Regions from separate parts of the Drosophila melanogaster genome. Here regions 2 and 3 are each linked to region 1. A link is a contact called in public HiChIP or PLAC-seq data. All regions are on one chromosome and are shown on one strand. The core of a region is the stretch at or near the end of the contact, and the rest is flanking DNA. Distances in the headings are between cores, read along the strand shown.

Region 1 (4,334 bases), core at 486-2,985:
TTCTACCCGTTACCACTACATTTACTACATCGAATTCCCCTGACAGATCTAAATTTATTTTACGTACGCAACATCGTGCGTCACACATCGAGCAGCAAAGGATCTGAAACAGAGGGAGGAGGAGTGTAGAGTGATATTAACAAAGAAAATGCAGCTCGACAAATAACGAGCGTCAAATAGGTATTCCAACGGGCACAATTGTTCACATGGAAATTCTAATTCTAATTGGCAAAGTTCATCAGTCGGGCATTGACTCCCAAAATAGGGGAAATAGTAAAATATTATCCTAGTCCTCTAGTCCGATAAAAAAAGAAGTCGCTAAGGAAGTCCATTGAAGAAGGACCTACATTTTCAACCTCCAACGCAGTCCAGGAATGGCTGCATGCAGTCGAAAATGGACTGCCAAATGGAATGTGGCCATTAACTCCTCGAAGTCAGCCTGTGTAACTTTTACCCTGCGGCCCGGAACTTGCACAGATCTGACTTTTGATGGAAACCCCGTCAACAATGTCACATCGCACTGCTACCTAGGAGTTCATCTAGATCGGAGACTGACCTGGAGGGCCCACATCACGTCGGTCAAATTCAAGTCACTGGCGAAACTAAAAAAGCTCGACTGGCTCTTCCACTCCAGTAAACTACAAATGAGCTCTAAGGCTCTTTTAATCAAAGCCATACTTGCTCTAACGTGGAGTTATGCCATCCAGGTGTGGGGAACTGCCGCCAAATCCCAGCTCAATAGGCTCCGTGTGGTCCAGTCGAGAGCTGCAAGCCATGCATCTGGGCTCCCCTGGTAAGTGACAAACCAGGTAATCGAAAGAGATCTGAAAGTTATCCCTCTCAATCAGATCAATTTTCACAGCAGCCGTTATGCCGACAGGCTTATGGTCCACCCGAATCAACTAGCAAACATCCTAGCTAATCCCATCTCCCTCCGAAGGCTGAAGAGGGTACACCCCACCGATCTCCCTACCCGGAGGATAGTATAAAATATTACACATTAAGTAATTAATAACTAGAAAAATTCTTTTTTTTTCCTTTTCTACTTAATAATTAAGAAACCACTTGGTCTCATATACATTTATACACACAATAGGTTAAGTTTTAGAGGAATTGACTGAACGATTCCTTTTGAATCCAAAATAAATAGAATGATTATTTAAAAAAAAAAAAAAAAAAAACATTTTCAACCAGTAGAAAGGAAGTTCCAATATGGAGAGCAAGCAGTCCAAGGCCTTTGACAACACCGCCGTGGAATTGATTTACCACATGGACGAGACCTTAGGCGCAAAGAACATTCTTAATTTGATCGCCATGGTGTTAGTTTTTCTAGTGCTCCTGAAACTGGCGAATGCGTAGAAGAGATCTGTACAGAGGCTTCCTATCACAATGCGTTAAAGAAGATCCATCGTCCATCGCAGTAAATGCAAAATGTGAAAACATCATCAAAAGACGGAGTCGGCAGATCAAATTAAGCAATGCACCGACACAAACCTAAACCGGAAATGGCATTAAAATTAATAATAGTAATAGTAATTACTAGCAATAGTAATCCGTGACAAATTTAAGAGTGAAATCATGCATTTTAAATGTTAACAAATATAAAATAAAAACCAAAACAAAATGCAAAACAAGTGGGAGAACGAGAAATCGGAGAATAAGATAGCGGCCCCGCAGCTGGAGCGTGCCGCAGTGCATACTGCATACAAGCATACATACGGCCCTACTTATATATATACAATACCTTCTTGATGGTGCTTGTTTTTCTGTAAATGTTTTTAATCTGTACTATATTGGAGAAGGTGTATATGTATGTATAATTACAACCTAATATGTAGAAATGCCCAGGATCAAGGGTCCAGATCTCATCGCCCAGGATGGGATTGAGGTAAGTTTGACGGAACACAGTCACCGAATTTTCTTTATATCTTTTAATGTATGCCCATGGCACAAGCCAGCAATTATTCAATAAATATACAATATGAAGACAAATACAATAGAATGAGAACATTTTACAGGGTGCTGTAGGGCAAAAAGGATGACATAACTTTTAATGACCTTGGTAAAAGGGGGGATCAATTTGCGCGACTTGCGACGATCCAATTGGCACTCGGGTGTATGAACTTACATACCGACGTAACATTTCCTATATTTGCAAGGCACGTCTTATAAAAATTTAAGAATTGCATCAATAATTCTGCCGTGCGTCAGTATATAAAAAGTTAATAGTTTAATTTTGTTTTTATTGTTATTCAATATCTTTGCATTATTTCTATATTTCGTACATTATTTATTACCTATGTGTATACATACTATTTTATTAAACTTATATTTGTGATTACTATCATCTTAATATTAGAAATTTGTATATCTGCGTAGGTTTAGTATACGATTGTTAACCCTTTCTACTATCTAAACCTTATCTTACGCTAAGAATCCATCAGTCGACCAATATTGCAGTATTAAAAATGAAATTTAATTTTATATTTAATTATAGCTTAAAAAAAGCAAACAAACTCATTTTTAACATTATAAAAAGAATTTATATAGAATACTTCATGTATATGCAACATATATTTACATATTCGTTGTTGATCCACTTAATTGATTTGATGGGGTACTTTTATTATAGTGTATTACTCGTGTTACTTAATTGATTTTTACACAAATTATAGAAATGAAATAATAAGGAATTTGTTAATCAAACAAATGAAGTTGCGATGTCGTTTGAATAAAAAGCAATATTTTACAAAAACACAGACAATGGAAGCACGATGGAACCGCAAATATCGAAAAATAATAAGCTTATGATATTTATTTTTATACTAACATTACATTTTAGATAACGATTTGCACTAAACATAAAGACTAAAGCATTATATAGCAATTTTGTGTACTGATAAATTTTGGAATTAAACGTATAAAATTTGTGTTAAACAGTCTTTTAAATTGGCAATGGCCTTTACATTCTTCTGATTACATATGATTTGTTAGTTTGCTTGAATTATCATGACCACCGAACTGTTGTAACGCAGATTCTTAATAAATTTATATGTTTACGATTGATACATATATATGTAAATGTGTGCATAACTGTATGTACACGTTTAAATACATATACATATATACATATAGATTTATAATCATATAATATGTATCTATGTGACTAGAGCCCTATATAAATCGTTAATTAGATTTATCACAGCAGTGTATTTGTTGAATTTCTAAACTTGATGTAAATTTAAAGTTCAATTATTTTTATTAATTTCACAAATTTTTTGGTTTCATAATATAGGTTCATTAACTTATTTATTGGGATCGTACAAATGCCGAGCTTAGTTATGAATCTTAAAAACGGTTGGAGATAAATGGTAAAAGTTAAATTTTAATGCAACCAGAATGTTTTCCAAAATAACCTACTCACATTATTTTTTTTTAAAGCATATTATTTTACTTTATGAAACTGCGTAATCATAATTATTCTTATGACACTCTCATTTCTTTAAAATTTATTTGTTTTCTTATAATCATAGTAAATTTTTTTTAGTAATTATTACAACGATTAGAGTTTCGGGGGTGAAGCCGAAATTAAGTATTATGTATGATTATGATTTTTTAAAAATTGCACAATTTAAGTATAAACATCTTTTATTACTAGAAAAAAAATACAGCATGCGAAGTGTATATTGAAACGTTGATCAAATAAATTGCATGCATATGTGAGCTCAAAATCTGTTAAGAATACTTCAAAATTCGTAAAATATAAAATCTATTATAAACTGTGATTTTGGTGTATAATATTCATGTATTAAACTAAAAAGCAAGAGAGAATTCTATAGTCGAGTTCCTCAAGATACTCAGCTAGTTGAAGTGCGTACAAGAAATTTAAACATCTTTTATGGCAAATAGGTAAAATTAAACCAAATTAAAAGCTATTTCGCAAATCGATATAAATTTATATTAATAAATGTATACAAATTTATATTAGTATTAAAACAATAAAAAATCAAATAATAGTATAAAATACGGGCGTCTCAGTTTTAGCGACATGTTGGCGGATTAAACGATAGAAATTGGCCACACAAATAATAAAACAGAAGTGTGGTCATGCTAGTTCAAGTCGGAGTCTGAGTGGGCGTGTCAACGCAGACGTCAGTAGAATCCCGCATATCTAACCTAAGCTTTCTAGCTATAATAGTTTCCGAGATCTCGACGTTCATACCGACGCACGGACATGGCCATGTCTACCTGCTATCGATCCTGATATTTTTTGGTTTGGAAACGCATACTGCTACGTTACATACCTATTATCGATTGTAGTTTACCCTTTTACT
Region 2 (4,334 bases), core at 1,104-3,603, 240 kb before region 1:
TACCAGTATTATAAACGTGCAACTCGTCAACAATTCCTTCGTTTCCGCCGCCGAAGACGACCATTAGCTCTTTGATGTTTATCGCACGGTGTCCATGTCTCGGGCGGGGCTGCGGTCCGGTTGGGTTAAGAACTCGCTTCCATCGAAATCCGGTTAAGTTGCTGTCCAGCTGGTGCCCATCAGGGACATCCATATCCATAGAAATTCGATTAGCAAAACTGTGATTCTCGGCCTGAATAATATGCTCCGAATTGAGATCAGATGCCGATATTCGTTCTCCTGAAGAAAAGGCTGGATCCACAAAGTCTGAGCCTTCCATATTATGGCCAGCAATTTATTGTTTTGATAATATATATATATAACTTGATTATTGTAGACAGCTACAAATTAGGTTTGCATTTCCTTTCACGGTGCGTAGTCCATCTGGGAAATTAAAATTTAAATATATTATTACGATTTAAAGACACTTATTTAGTTCTTAGCTTCATAAATGCAAAACCTTTCAAAACAAAAACAAAGCATCCGACAAGATTTTAAAACCCACAACTATTACTTGTAGTTTAACTTCTGCGATCAAAGCACTGAATTTCCTCAAAATACAGTTTAAATCGAGTTTTTAAAGTTTGAATAAATATGTTTAAAAATGATTACCATATACTAAATATGAATGCATTAAAAACAGCTAGTACAAAGGTATGCTGATACTTAAAGGAGTATTTATATACCGAATGGCTTTGTGCTTATGTGTTTCCTTTAATTGTAAAATACTAAAAACCCAAAGGCATTCTCTATGTAATGCACAATTTATTTTGGCCTGGCAATGCTGGAACTAGACGCTTCCCTATAATGGATTAGGTCTACGCGCAAAAACTTTAACAAATCAGCCAATCAAATCTTGGAAAATAATTGATATTTGAGAGATATTTTATATGAAGTTCATATTTAAATGCTATACGACAATTTTCACTTTTAATGTTCAAAAAGACAAACACTATTAAGAATTATCAAAATTAAAAGCCGAACTGAGACCTCACACACGCAATTACTTATTAGAGGTGAACTTACAGAAGAAAAATATCGATACATAGATTGCTTAAGCTAAAATCTGAACATTGCCCACTTATTTGACCGCAAAAGCGGAAACAGTATATAAGCGTATTTTACAAAATTAGCATTCCACTATGTTTCCACTGCAGAAAAAATATTTGAAGATATTATTACTTTTTAATAGAAACTTAATAATTTTATAACAGCTCAACAGAAATGAGTTCATACGCAATGGAACACACAAATAATTTGAAGTCTAGAGAATTTTTCTTTTATAAATCTAGATAGGGATTGTTGTTACATAAGTTAAGTGAGGTTTAGTGTCGGAAATAATGTTTACTTTGACGATCATTTTCGAATTAATATTTGTGGTGCGAATATGAATCAAATCATATATAAATGATATACATACATATATGTATATACATACATATACATATATACAATAATTTCTGGACAGGTCGTTGTTTGTACTCTTCTAATTCAATCGATGCAAAGTGCAAAAGCGAAACAAGGACATGCTGGTTCTCAAAATTAATGGTCCGTAGGGTATTGAAAAGAATGAAAAAGGTTTTATACTTTTCAAGGAATTTTGTACACCCTATTACTCTACAAATAAAATATGTAGTTTTCAACGAGTTTTATGCATTATACATAATGTTTGGGTGTTTTAGAATAGAGAGTATAGAATGTTAAATGTATATATGTAAATGCTTTAACAATATTCCTATGGTATATGTAAACTCGTTCCGATTTCTTGGTTTCAGAAGTATGGACTTTATTAATAAATAATAAATTATGTATTGGCTTTTAACATGGTTTTGTTTTATGTGATAGTGCCAATCAATATATTTTTAACACAATTACATTTATATTTTCCGAGTGTAAAGAAACGTTTATGCTCTTATCTCATAAGAAGGTGATCGTCGCAGTACTAACGTAAGATAGGCAAGCAAAAGATAAGTTGATGCGACAATTCAGACAAACAGCTGGACAGCTATCTTTCAAATACTTCTCTTTAAATAACTGTGGCGCTGAGATTTTGCCGCAGTTCAGTGTAAACTTATATGTAGGCATAACCGATTTTCTAACATTTTAACTAAAAAGAAAAGTGAAGAGGTATTACGACGTAAGAGAGATATGCTACACGAACATTTGTGCTAGCGCGGCGTAATAAAATAATTTATTTTTACACTACATGTGAAAATACATCGATATTAGAATATTACAGTTTTGTGAAAACTAAGTGATTTCGATAGTAAAAGTTTGATATATCGATATATATTTCCCTGTGGAAAAATAAATACTGCTGAAAAGGAAGGCGTCACAGTGTCAGTACTTTATATTAAATATTTCGCTATATATTGTGGCGTTTAACTTGAGTCGTGTACAATTATTTCGCCTTCTAGTTGTGTACGTATTCCAAAAAAAATGCAGTTTTTAACAGTTAAACGAATGGGTACGCAAAGGAATGTAATGGGGCCAGGAAATGAACATGATATCATTTTATATTGTATGTTTTCCGAACATACGCTGTTCTCGAAATGAAATTAAAGCTGAAAGTTACTGATAGAGTAGCCCAGAATCAAATCCAAATGTGTACAATTTTCATTTGCTCGAAGGTTCATCATATTACTCCATGGTCAATATGGCCAACACCAATTCATATGTATGTATGTAGCTCTTGTCGTGACATGACGTAAGATTTCTGTTGGTGAAGAGAAGGTGGGGTGCACTTCCTTTGAACAAGTCTCGAATATTTCAATGAATTTGAATTGATTGGGTTTATAATACTTTTACCCTGAGTATGTTTATGTTTTTATTAGGAAATATAGAATCAACGGTATAGGATACATTTCCTGTGCACCTGTTCATTTACTGTGTGTTCATATCAAAAAATTCATGTGCACGTACTATGTGTGTACTATATATGTAAATTTAACATGTGCAAAAAATAGAGTGAGGCCCAGTTACCGACTAGCATGTAATTGTTGCAAAAATTTTGGCCAATGGCTCGAATATTTGTCAACTAGAACTAAAATAGATACATGTAAAATGACTTCCCTGACGTACATACATATGCGTGAATTTATTCTATTTATGGAAATCGTTCACACCTCATCAATATGAAAACTTTTAGTTTAGTACAATTGTGTAAATGAAAACAGTGTTTTTATACCCATTACTAGTAGAGTAAAAGGTATAATAGATTCGCTGAAAAGTACGTAACAGGCAGAAAAAAGCGTTTCCGACCATATAAAGTATATATATATATCCTTGATCAGGATCAATAGCCGAGTCGATCTATGAACGTATGAATCCAGATCTCAGGAACTATAAAAGATGTTTGAGATTCGGTATAAAGATTCTAAAGCCGCAGAGCAAGTTTGTTGACTCACTTTAATTTTTTCTCATTTTATTCCACACTATCTATCTATATGCCAAATTTTACGCTCGCATTTCCGCTAGCTGAGTATAGGATTCTGTCTTGTTTAATAAGTGAATCGGAAATTTAAAGAATTAATACAAATTGGATGTTAGGAACATCAAAATTGACTTGTTAGTTAATTTAAACTATTTATGTCTTTCCTTCTCGCAAGTTCTGTTCTATTACGTGATGATGAAATTTCCGAATCGATCAACTTGTTCCACTGAAGAACTCTGAAAACGCCGCAATCTTTTGAACCGAGTATCAGATTCAGAATTGAAAGCTTTCAATAAATTTCAATAAAATAAGATAACTTATGAAACAGGTATACGTTTATGTTCTTCGTAAATTTTGCATCGAATTTAAAATGTAATTTAAACTATCAGATGACCGTTACTCAGCTAGTCCAAGTGGAAATATCGGTAGAAATTGGGGAAATAAAATTTATTTTATTGCTCTAAGATGAGGACGGGATTAATTTGGGCGGTTTTTAGGGGTCAGAGTGGGCGTAGACAAAATGGTTTCGGCGTATCGATAGAAATAGCGAAAACAACTGATTTAGTCCAAAAATATTAAATCATTTCTCAAAGATAAAAATTTTTTTGGCAAATCGATTAAAATTTACAAGACCTAATAATAATATGAAATTTTAAAAAAGAGTTCGCGTGGCAGTTTTGGGTTTGTGGGCGTTAGAGTGGTCGTGCCAACATCGGTCAACAAACTTGTGTTGCGTATATGCCTCTCACAACCTTCTAGCTTTTAAAGTTTCTGAGAACAGACAGACGGGCATGGTCAGTTCGACTCTGCTACTAATCCTGATCAAAGAATATATACTTTATATGTTTGGAAACGCCTTTTG
Region 3 (4,334 bases), core at 1,183-3,682, 220 kb before region 1:
CGGACATATCTTATATTGACGAAGACCCGCAACAGCAACAGCGTACTTTACACAACGGACTAACTTCCCAGCGCTCATCAATGCCCTCAAACGTCCCTTCTTCCAATCAAAGCTTCTCTAAAATCGCACAAACCTTACAACAAAAAATACGTGGTAACATCGAAACTAAACATTCCAATGGACAGAATGAGACTCGAATTTAAATGGTTTTAGTGGGTGTTTGCACCAAATATGGTTAAGCCTATAACAATTCCAAATTAGACTGGTTATGCTTCTCAAAGCGCAATCCCAAATCAATGGCCCAGCTCAATGTGGCTATTAAAATATTTGTATCCACATGCTTATTTCGAAACAGTATGTTAAAACAAAGGTGAATGCGCGATATTTTTTTGATTAAACTTTTAACTCTAAAGAGGCAAACTTAAATTTATTAATCTCATAAATACAAATGTGCATGTATAGTAAGCGATTTCGAAAATGTAACATTATTTATATGAACACCCAATTATAGAAAGTTAACGAATAGTTCTCTAACTATAATGCCTAACTATTCAATATAAAAAACGTAAGCAAGCATGCATTTTACAAAACTTCGTGTTTTACACAAAAAAAATGTATTACCTCAGTTGTATTATTACTAACACTATTTCAGATCTTATGTGTATTTTCTCTGATTAATGTGTGGTATTACCGAAGTTTTAATCATACGAACTTCGTTGTTCAGTATATTAACCTCCGCTTTCAAATTAACATCACAAAATTTCAATGCCGTTCTTTTCTATATCTAATAATGATATATTTAAACTTTTGTACATTTATACTGAAAATGTCTGTAATAATTAAATTAATTATATATTTAAATATTCAAATATGTTGGTCCATCTACTAGGAAAAATCTATTTTTCACAAATGAATAAAAATGTGGTTTTTCCATTGATATTCTTATTAATCGCTCGTTTGCGTACATGAGCATACGTAATAAATGGGTTAATGTTAGTGCATCAAAAAATGTTTTATATAATAATTAATTTTCTTTAGCATATATAAAACAATTGTCATAATTTCCCATAACAGACCTGGTGTGTCCTTTCCAGAATTATTATTAGGTAAAAATCTTATTCATATCCTCCACTTTTACTACTACTATTACATGATTAATTGTATTTTGATAATTTTTCAAAAACGTACATTGTTATGATAATTACATATTTTTGTTTACTTTTCAACACCTAAACTCTAGTTAAACATATATTTATTTGCTTTTTAAGAATTAAAAAATTAGTACAGTAAAGCCAAAGTGTTTGTAGTGATCCATTTATAGCGGCAAGATTAATATAAATTTCAACCTTTTTATGACTATTTTACTCTTTCCCACTTATATTTTCTGTATTACTTTCTATCTCCCTCTCTTTCTCTTCATTCTTAAAGGTAATAGGCGGCGAATTGCAAGAACGCTTGATTCCGGTCCCATATAGCAAGAGCAACACTGATCAAGCTGTAAGCCTTAACAATTTTGTTTTATGTTATTTTTACAGTTTTAAAATAAGTCGAATTATTAAATTCTATCTCGGCAAAAGCGTAACTATAAGAATGAACGATGATATACTTGTAGTACGTTTGTCTATTCACTAAGAACACAATTTTTTTAAATCGTCTGTTTGTCCGTAATAATAAGGTAATGAAAGGCAAGGCAATTTAATAGGCGTATTGTGTGTCAACCACAAGCTTAATTTAATATGCCGAATTTTTAACCCACCTATATCCAAAATATATATGGTTATATTTCTTTTTTAATTATGATTTAGTTGGTTTTTCGTGCCCACTGGTTTTGCTTTAAACTTCCATCATGTAGAAGAACGATATACTTAGTTTTTTAATGTGTTTGTTCGTCACCACTTAAATAAAATCAAAAAAAGGTTGTCGCATAATGCATGATTAGGCAAATTAATTTTAGATTGCTGATTAATTGGTAAATTACCGAGCTACAGTCCTCCGAATTATGAACAAAATAAGCGAAATATTAAAAAGAATAAGCAACTCATATGAAGTGTTGTTACTGATTATTTGTCCGTCTGAATTAATTGGTATTTGGATATCCCATTATTAACTTAAGATCTATCTTATCATTTATGTGTCGCATCTGCTCGTAGTAAGAATTGTCAAAATAATATTTGTATTTAATTTGAACTAGAAATATACATAAAAGAAAGTATGTTCATATATGTATAATTGGATCTTTAGCTTGAATGATTAAAGATGTTCTTCTTATACTATTGTTTATGTCCCTTTTGTCACTGTTCTTGGTGTTGTTCTTTTCTTTTTACTAAATGTACGCTTAGATACGAGTGGTAAACGCATTCCGCCAGGGTCTGGACGCCCGTTACGGTGATCACACCAACACATCCCTGGCAGAGGTACTGCGTAAGCAGACTTCGTTGAGCAAACGCCTTTCGGAAACGTCTTCCATTGAGTATGCCGATAATATACCTGATGAGCTGACCATACCCGAAATTGATGTCGAACGTCTATCATCCCACAGTCACACTGAAACTGCAGTTTAAATTTCAGTGGCATCCATATCCATATAAAAATAAACCGCACACATTCTCAGAAATAACAATTCTAAGAAATCCTTAGCACAGCTTGGAATTTTTATAAAAAAAGGTTTTGTTCAGGATAACAGCAATGTAGCTGTGAATTGGTTAAAAAGCATTTTGTAATTCAGCAAAAATAATCCGTAAAAAAAATGTAAATTTCTAATTTTTTTTGTTAGTATGTATGCTAACAAAATATATAAAGTACTTAATATTAATATAATTGTAATGCAAGGGCATACATACATTGATTATAACCACCTTTAACTCAAAATGTAAGCGGATCGGTTTTGTCTCGCACACTGAAGCCATTAATTAATATTTTATCGTCTTACATGTAATAAATGATTCAATGAATAAACATGTTTTATTTACTTACACGTGGAAAAGGTTAGCACTATAATAAATCGACCAAACGGTGCAAAAGAAACAGAAAAGCACGGATCTATAACGAGGACCAGAACTTTTTTCAAATTTAAATGTTCGTGCTATTTCGGCAAAAATCCTCAGGTACTCTGTCTTGAATCAAAAGCCAGAATTCATTCATCTAAATCTACGCACGTATTGTTTCGTAATTAAGATAATAAAGAACAATCCGACTCTGTTGAAGTTAATTTCATGGCCGTCGAATTGCTTTGTGAGCTAAGCTGCAAACAATACGTATGTTAGTAAAAATCGATCATAAGAAATAGATGAGAACACATTTTCGCTTTTATCCTGTAACTTTTTATGCTAAGCTTGTTTTTTATTTCATTTTTAACAATTCATGATATAGTAAAAAACGAAAGGATTCGTCTTCGTAAACTTTAAAATTATAAGAATTATTCTGGACATTCACCATGTATGCTATGAGCAGGAGAGAGCCAAAAGGGCTACCCAGAATCCAACAAGACCCATACTTATACAGAAATGAAATGAATGCCGGAATTAAATAAATCTCACATTTTATTTAATCTTTTTTTGTTATACCAAATATAGAATTAATGTTGGTAAAACAATTTATATATATATTGTAATAAGTAATAAGTAATAGCTCAGTGTAATAGATATTGAATAGCTCAGAGCGTCTGTTCCGTTTGAATCGTTTTATTTGAATGAATCCTATGTTGCTGTCTTTGGGTACAGCTACCCGTACATGGTGTTCTTACATATTGTACATATTGTATATATTGTATATACATATACATGTGTATGCAGAAGGCATACATATGTTATGTATGGCTTGACCACTTGAGCTGCTAAGTGCATGCTCAGCATTCTCACGCTCCGCGATCGGCTTATGTATAAGCGTTAGATCGTATTTCATTGGCTGGAGTGTTTATGTAAGTGCATGTGGTCTTTGATGTGAATTATGTTTATTTGTGTTTGCAACAAAGTGTCACAATGTATGTACGTTACTTATATATATGTAGAGTAGAGTTATAGTGAGGGTAGATACACTACACCTCCCTTTTTAGAGAAATGACGTAATATATGTAGTCATTTAATTAATTAAAACATTTTTTTTCTTATATTATTTCTTATTTATCCTTTCTATTAGAAAAAGTTTGGTCTCAGAATAATTTGTGTAAAAGAATTTTTTTTTTTTTATATTTTTTTTTTTTTTTGTTGTTTATAATTACGTTATGCTTCTATTTTTAACTTTCTTAGACAAAAACTTATTAAATTTTTTTTTTCGGTTGATCAGACCCTTTTTTTTTTTTTTTAGTTATTTATTTTGTATAAAACGTTTCATTAATT

What was found. HiChIP or PLAC-seq counts read pairs in DNA pulled down with a chosen protein or histone mark.
Region 2: a contact with region 1 is called in an H3K27ac HiChIP or PLAC-seq map of the Kc167 cell line, with 5 times the contacts expected there. The contact joins the promoter of PMCA here to the enhancer-like site in region 1. A contact is called at or near these places in 26 of 107 Hi-C or Micro-C datasets (the D17-c3 cell line, the Kc167 cell line, the ML-DmBG3-c2 cell line and 10 more) and 2 of 6 datasets of contacts at active chromatin or transcription factors (both in the Kc167 cell line).
Region 3: a CP190 HiChIP or PLAC-seq map of the Kc167 cell line shows a contact between it and region 1, with 4 times the contacts expected there. The contact joins two enhancer-like sites. A contact is called at or near these places in 10 of 107 Hi-C or Micro-C datasets (the Kc167 cell line, the OSC cell line, the S2 cell line and 5 more) and 2 of 6 datasets of contacts at active chromatin or transcription factors (both in the Kc167 cell line).

Annotation. Positions count from the first base shown.
Region 1 is chr4:111,717-116,050 of dm6, reverse strand. It overlaps pan (pangolin), which reads right to left. Exons shown (of 12, transcript NM_001258477.2): 12 at 1,781-4,334. It overlaps Ank (Ankyrin), which reads left to right. Exons shown (of 12, transcript NM_001169348.2): 11 at 47-793; 12 at 849-977. Among named protein-coding and RNA genes, the nearest start is that of Ank, 16 kb to the left of the region's middle. Within about 2 kb of position 1,735, at least 22 of the 39 cell types and tissues checked have an H3K27ac peak or open chromatin away from gene starts, as enhancers often do. A contact at or near this core is called in the Kc167 cell line, the S2 cell line, brain and 3 more, where this site is marked.
Region 2 is chr4:356,676-361,009 of dm6, reverse strand. PMCA (plasma membrane calcium ATPase) reads left to right here and starts at 2,353. Exons shown (of 18, transcript NM_001201587.2): 1 at 2,353-2,460. It overlaps Hcf (Host cell factor), which reads right to left and starts at 1,072. Exons shown (of 13, transcript NM_205873.3): 1 at 1,030-1,072; 2 at 4-423. The coding sequence starts at 319.
Region 3 is chr4:327,434-331,767 of dm6, reverse strand. Rnf11 (Ring finger protein 11) reads right to left here. Exons shown (of 4, transcript NM_001272124.1): 4 at 381-3,605. It overlaps PMCA (plasma membrane calcium ATPase), which reads left to right. Exons shown (of 18, transcript NM_001201587.2): 18 at 2,340-3,575. The coding sequence ends at 2,561. Among named protein-coding and RNA genes, the nearest start is that of Rnf11, 15 kb to the right of the region's middle. Within about 2 kb of position 2,432, at least 9 of the 39 cell types and tissues checked have an H3K27ac peak or open chromatin away from gene starts, as enhancers often do. A contact at or near this core is called in the Kc167 cell line, where this site is marked.